Linked DNA regions of Zea mays: region 1 is linked to region 2. Evidence: chromatin contacts called from public Hi-C data. All regions are on one chromosome and are shown on one strand. Each heading gives the region's core, a stretch centred on a gene start, on an enhancer-like site or on the middle of the called end of the contact. The rest is flanking DNA. Distances are from core to core; before and after follow the strand shown. Region 1 holds the start of LOC103627618. Region 2 holds the start of LOC103627615 (transcription factor bHLH49).

Evidence for each region. A called contact is a pair of places that touch in the nucleus more often than the background predicts.
Region 1: a contact with region 2 is called in a Hi-C map of ear, with 1.7 times the contacts expected there. The contact joins the promoter of LOC103627618 here to the promoter of LOC103627615 in region 2. A contact is called at or near these places in 2 of 25 Hi-C or Micro-C datasets (ear and leaf).

What each region holds. Positions count from the first base shown.
Region 1 is chr5:209,297,768-209,300,871 of Zm-B73-REFERENCE-NAM-5.0, reverse strand. LOC103627618 reads right to left here and starts at 1,330. Exons shown (of 8, transcript XM_008647912.4): 1 at 922-1,330; 2 at 750-845; 3 at 81-191. The coding sequence starts at 1,158.
Region 2 is chr5:209,022,774-209,025,841 of Zm-B73-REFERENCE-NAM-5.0, reverse strand. LOC103627615 (transcription factor bHLH49) reads left to right here and starts at 1,598. Exons shown (of 6, transcript NM_001301516.1): 1 at 1,598-1,893; 2 at 1,990-2,217; 3 at 2,347-2,481; 4 at 2,584-2,895; 5 at 2,982-3,063. The coding sequence starts at 1,636.

The sequences.
Region 1 (3,104 bases), core at 81-2,580, 280 kb before region 2:
TAAATTACGTGTTAGCCTCATAGCAGCAGCACCATTATAGGAGGTAACTAAAAGAAATACAAAAGGAGACTGTCCAATACCTGCATTCTTTTTCTAGCTAATTCATCCTCAAAGCGTAATGCTTGAGCTTTTACTTGTGCTTCTTGTTGCAAACTATTTCTGTAATCTTCAGCTTTTTTCTCCATCCTTTCCTGCAGATCAGATATTGAGGATCACCCAAGGGACATAAGTTCAGTGCTGGAAATCCACACCAAAGAACCACAATAGTTGGATGAACGCGCGCGTGCAGAGAGAGGGAGAAGTTGAAAAACTCTTAACACATCACCGATGTTCTACAGTTCTAACTTCTCATGTTGGTCAGTTGTCCATTTTGTATCCTGTGAAGTTGTGGAATTTTAAATTCGTAGTTACTTGCTATCCACGAAGGTCAGCCAGAGTTGTTTTGCACGTTCACTGTTTTGATGAAGCACACAATATTTCAAGTTTTGGCAATTGGCATCTCATTGTAAAGTTACTATGCTTTACTAATCCCAATTATAATGGTAAACCCAATCGTATGCAATTGATTTCCACAAAGTAAAGCGAGGAAGTTAGTCAGGCTGTTAGGCAAATAAGAGAACGTTCACTCATTCAGTAGTAGAGAGGTTCGGGTCGCGTGAGCAACCAATTTCTTCAGACGCAGCCGACGTCCTGGCTGCGACATTAACATCATGTGCATCAAGAAAGTGGATAAGGCGTCAGGAACTGACCATGTCCCTGAGCTTCTCGTAGATGGCGTATTGGACCTTCTCGGCCTCCAGCTCAGTAAGGCGTGTTTCCTCCTGCTTCCGCATCAGTCCAAACACCTGCACCCGAGCAACAACATGAACAACGTCAGGAGGGGCAGACCCGTTAGGTGGCGCAAAAGAGCGGGCACCTTGCCTGCTTGGCGAGCGGTGAGTTGTTGATCTCCCGCAGCGCTCGAGCCATGCGCTCCAGGGTCTCCGGGTCGCGGCCGAACGCGGAGGCTCCCAAATTGTCCTCGTCGCCTGGATTCGACGGCGGGGACTGGCGGCGGAAGAGGCCATCGGCGTAGGCGACGTTGGTGAGCGACGCCATTGCAGCGGCCGCGCCGGCGACAGCGCACACCGGCGAGCGCAGACGGAGGCGGCGCAGCATGACGAGGGAGGCGTAGAGACCCAGACACCCAGTCACCCTACCCAGGGCTTTTGGCGGTGCGTCGACTGGGAAAAGAGACGCGAGGGCCGAGGAGGAAGAAAGGAGCTGCGCCGCGAAGGGGTTCTCCGCTAGTTTCTGGCTAAACCCTCCGCTTTCTTTCTTCTTTACCAAGAGTTCAGCTTGACTTGGGCAGTTGGGCCTGCCGACATACCGACCCGGCAACCCGTTGGACACTGTCCCTCATAAGTCAGGACCAGTTTAGGCCTTGCTTGGCAAGACCCAACAAAGGCCCATAAACATGTGTAAATGACGAGCTTTGTTTCCCTATCGCTGGGCCTTTCCCGCTGCTCGTTAGGGAGCCAGGGTCCAAGTCTGAGTCCGAGCGGAGTGCGTCGAAGACGAGACCACCCATCGCCGTCGACCATCCGTACGAACTCTAGGTCATCGATAGTAGGTAGGTGACCCTTAGCCACGAGGGCTAGCTTAGGCCTTGCTTGTCAAGACCCAACAAAGGCCCATAAACATGTGTTAATGACAACCTTTGTTTCCCCATCATCGGGGCCTTCCTCACTCCTCGTTGCGGAGCTACAGTCCGAGTCTTGTGTCCAGGTAGAGTGCATCGAAGATGAGGTCCCCATCGTCGCCAACCATCCCTACGAACTCCAGACCATTGGTAGTAGGGAGGCGACCCTGAGCCATGAGGGTCGCAATCACCCCCGGGGCGTGGGGCAGGCGCTGTGGAAACACATCAGGGCTGCTGCCTGAGCCATCATGGCAGGGTAACCTTTCCTCGTTGTACATCACGAAAAGTTTCGCGTAGGGCGAGAAGAAGGCCCATAAATCATTATACGAGGGGTTGGCCCCATGTGGATTGCAATCTGTCGCCTTATCTCGTCGGTATCAGAAGGTGGAAATGGTCCATGTCCCGTACCTTGCCCGTGCGGGGCAAGGCTGAGGCCGCCAAGTGCCTCCGCAACAACATCAGGGTTTTCGGGCGAAGAAGGTCGGGCTGGCGGCGCCCAGACCATCTCGCCTTCTTCGTTGATGATGAAGTCGCTCCATGGGTCTAAGTATGGATGGCGACGGGTACATACCCGTCGGGTAGTACCATTCCATGCCTATATCCATAAAAAATTTCTACCTGTCGGGTTACCCATATATGCTCGCGGGTATAAAATCTTATCCATACCCATACCCGCACGGGTATTTTTACCCATCGGATAACCCGTACCTTCTAGGAAAGACTTGAATTCCAATATACTAATCACTCAAAATATTAAATAAACATACAAAAACAAGTTCAACTTCACATATAACAAATCAAATGATTACATAATTTGGTAGCTAGACAAATGATAGCTACAGAAGGGTTTTATTTTCGATAAGATGAGCTCTATTAGATGGTTATAATGGTATTGATGCGGGTATATTTTACCCATGGGTAGACGGGTATGGGTAGTACCAACCCGTACCCGTCTACCCAAACAGGTAGAAATTCTTTCCCACTAACATACCCGTGAGTAGAGAAATAATCTCGTCCCTGCCTCCATATCGGGTAAAACTCGTCAGGTATTCGGATTTCAGGTATCCATTGCTATCTCTAGGTGTAAGCGATACGGGGCCACCATGGGCTCTCGTAGTAGTGTCGAGACTCCTGGATAGAAGGGGTCGGGCTTCTGGGGCCCTGGCCATCTCCCCTTCGCCATCGAGGATGAAGTTGAGGTTCTCGAAATGGATTGCCGCCTCAGGGGACCGATCAACATCATGACCGGCCATCAGAAGCCCGGAAAGTTTGTTGAGTAAACTTGCATATCGCGATCGGTCATCCTACTTCGCGCGCCAACTAGCAGTGTTTCGAACCTCCACTCTGACAAGTAAATTTGTATGTGTGTGTTCTGGGTTCTAGATGGTGTGCTCGATGCGCGCAAGGTTTATATTGGTTCAGG
Region 2 (3,068 bases), core at 349-2,848:
GCCTTTGATTGATAGCTCTTGTTAGTTGTATTCTACCTTGCTAGTTAGTAGATTGTTTTTTTATCAACATAGACTAATGACCAAGCTATTAGAATTGTTTGTAGTCATGTATAGGGTGAATTAGTGCTAGTGTAAGTTGTCGCTTTAATGCCATTTTTGTAATGATCAAACTTTGCTCCGGTAGTTTGGGAGTTTGTATGATAATGTTATAGGTTATTCACCCCATATAGCAATCTAAGTTCTTTCGAGTGGTATGAGAGCTTGGTTGCCACAAATTTCAAGGCTCAATAACCTATGGTGTAAAAGATGGTAAGCCACCTCATTTTCATTTTCGCAGAACAAATTATGATTATTGAAAAAAAAAGATGATATGTTTGTATTTGAAGATATGAGCCCAGTTTTTTTTGTTATTATAAAGCTCGTTTCCGGCGGCTTCGACATAATATTCGCTACAATCTGAGAATCGATAAAACAGTCATTTGTAGCCAACTTAATCCATTTAATTTTTTACAACCACGTGAACCGACCATTTTGTCCCTGCTCTGTTTTGGGATGATGATCTACCAGCAGTCCAGGGCGCTGTGAATTCCTTGCCGGTGCTCACTTTGCCCAGCGGAGCAAAGTTCATGGTGCTTTGGTCCCTTCATCCGCCGCTGCCTTGTTATTCATGCTTTCAAGGTTTATCCTTGCTTAACGAAGAGAGACAGTTTGGCTGGCCTCCCCGCTGGCGTGGCGAGGTTGGCTGGCTTTGCCGAAGGAGGCAACATGGTGAGAGATCCAACACGTACATACGTGTTACTGTGGAATTTGGAAAGCTGACGTGGCAGATAACGTGTGGTCAGGCCAGAACAGAGGAGATAGAGCTGTCCAAGCTGTTATTGCTTGCAGCAGGCTCCGTCCTTTTGCAGCATCACCATCAGGGGAAATTCAGAATGGCTGTGAGCAACACTGCACACGCACAGCACAGCTAGAAGCCAACCCTGAGTAGTTGATACTAGTTCTTCCCCAGCCATTCCTGAGCCTCAAAAGAGAAGCCTTTGCCGCTTGCACTCTTTTCATACCTCCCCGATCTCCATCGAAAGCTTCGTATGGAACGCGTGAAATTTTGAAGATGCCTATGCATGAATTACAAGATGCTAAAAAAAGCTGGCTTTGGGGATGCCCTGATGCGTTGCAGTTTATGCGTAACTGAAGGCACTCGGCCCCGGGCAAATTGGGACCCTACAATATTGCCAGCTGAAACACACCACCGTGCCCAGCCCCAGCCCTACCTCACATGATCGCACCGCACCTAAAGGGAGGGCCAAATCCAATCTCAATCTCCCACGGCCAAGTACCATCACCCCCACCCCAACGAAAGGGAGCCGGGCTCCCCTATCTATATCCACCCGTCCTTCTCCCTATATATATGGATTGGGAAATTTTTCAGGAGGGCAGAGAAGCGAAAGGGACGCGCAAGCTCCTTCACCCACCCTCCCCCACGCCACACGCTCCTCCTACATAACCACGCTGCTTCGATTCACTCCTCATCGGTGGCTCACGACCGAGCTGCTGAGGCAAAGCTTGTCCCGCAGTCCTTCCCTTAGCCTTAACACTCGGAGTTGATCCCGTCTCCGGGGGAAGCAGCTGGTAATAATGGCGCGGTGCCAGGGGACCGTTGAGAGCCTCTGCCAGGGGCTGCTCGACCTCGACGACGACAAGTTCGGTGCAATGTGCAGCGCCTTCGGCTACCTCCAGGAGTGGCCGGACCTGGGTGCCGCCATGTGCGGCGCCAATCTCGCCGTGCCGCCTGCCGTGGCGACGCCGAGCGCCGGCGACGGCAACGATTCCTCCTCTTGCAGCGTCAGCGGCGGGTTGAGGAAGAGGAGGCCGGACGCGTACCTCGATGCCAAGGTGAGAGGTTCAGGCATGGACGGCGGTGCTGCTTCTGCTGAATTGTCAAGTCTTTGACTGACAGTTGTGTGTCAAAAAAAAAACTGAAATTGGCAGGGTGGTGCGAACGGCATGAACAAGAGACCCAGAGGGAAGCAGCAGCCGTCTGGCCTCTCTGAGATCGCGGCGGCGCCCGGGAAAGGGAAGCAGGAGAGGCCAAAGGCTGGCACCAAGAAGAAGGCCGAGGCTGCGGCGGCGGCGGCGGCTGCCGGCCAGAAGACCGACTACATCCACGTCCGGGCCCGCCGCGGCCAGGCCACGGACAGCCACAGCCTCGCCGAGCGGGTAATATTAACAGCCGCATTACTGAACAAACTTTTTTTTTTGCGTGCTCCATGCTGCTCTGCTCGTTCGTGGGCACCGACGACCCTGCCGCGTGCGTCAGAACTCATGGCCTGATGGATTGGCGCGCAGGTGAGGAGGGAGAGGATCAGCGAGCGGATGCGGTACCTGCAGGAGCTGGTGCCCGGGTGCAGCAAGGTCACGGGCAAGGCCGGCATGCTCGACGAGATCATCAACTACGTCCAGTCCCTGCAGAAGCAAGTCGAGGTACCGACCCACCGGCACCGTCCTGCTTCATCTTCCCCGCTTCTCCCAGCTAGCCAGCTAGTTATTCCGCGATCGCTCACCGCCGGGTCTCCTTGCGCGCAGTTCTTGTCCATGAAGATCGCCGCTTCCAACCCGGTGGTGAGCTTCGACATCGTCGAGGACCTCTTCGGCCGCCAGCTGAAGCAGGCGTGCGGCCCGGCGGCCGGCCAGCTGGAGCCGTCCTGCCTTCAGATGAGCATGAGCCCCATGCAGCAGGTAGTGCACCCGTCTGCAGCGGCGGGCTCCACTGGCTTTGGGCCGCTGGACATGGTCCTCAGCAACCTGTACGCGCCCGCCGCCGCAAGCTGCCCTGTGTCGGCTGCCCCGTCGGTCTCGGTGGCCGCCGGACCGTCGACCATCGAGCCGTGCCTCAACGTATGTAGCTAAGTCAGCTGTCCTCCGTTCCGCTACCTCCCGTTCTGAAGCCCTCAACTGAACCGAGTGCCTTGTGCTTTCTGCAGGTGAATGGAACTGCTGCTGCCTGGGATATTGGCTCCCAGAATTTGTTCAGCGGATTTGATGCACAATTTCAGTCGGTAGAAAGTGAG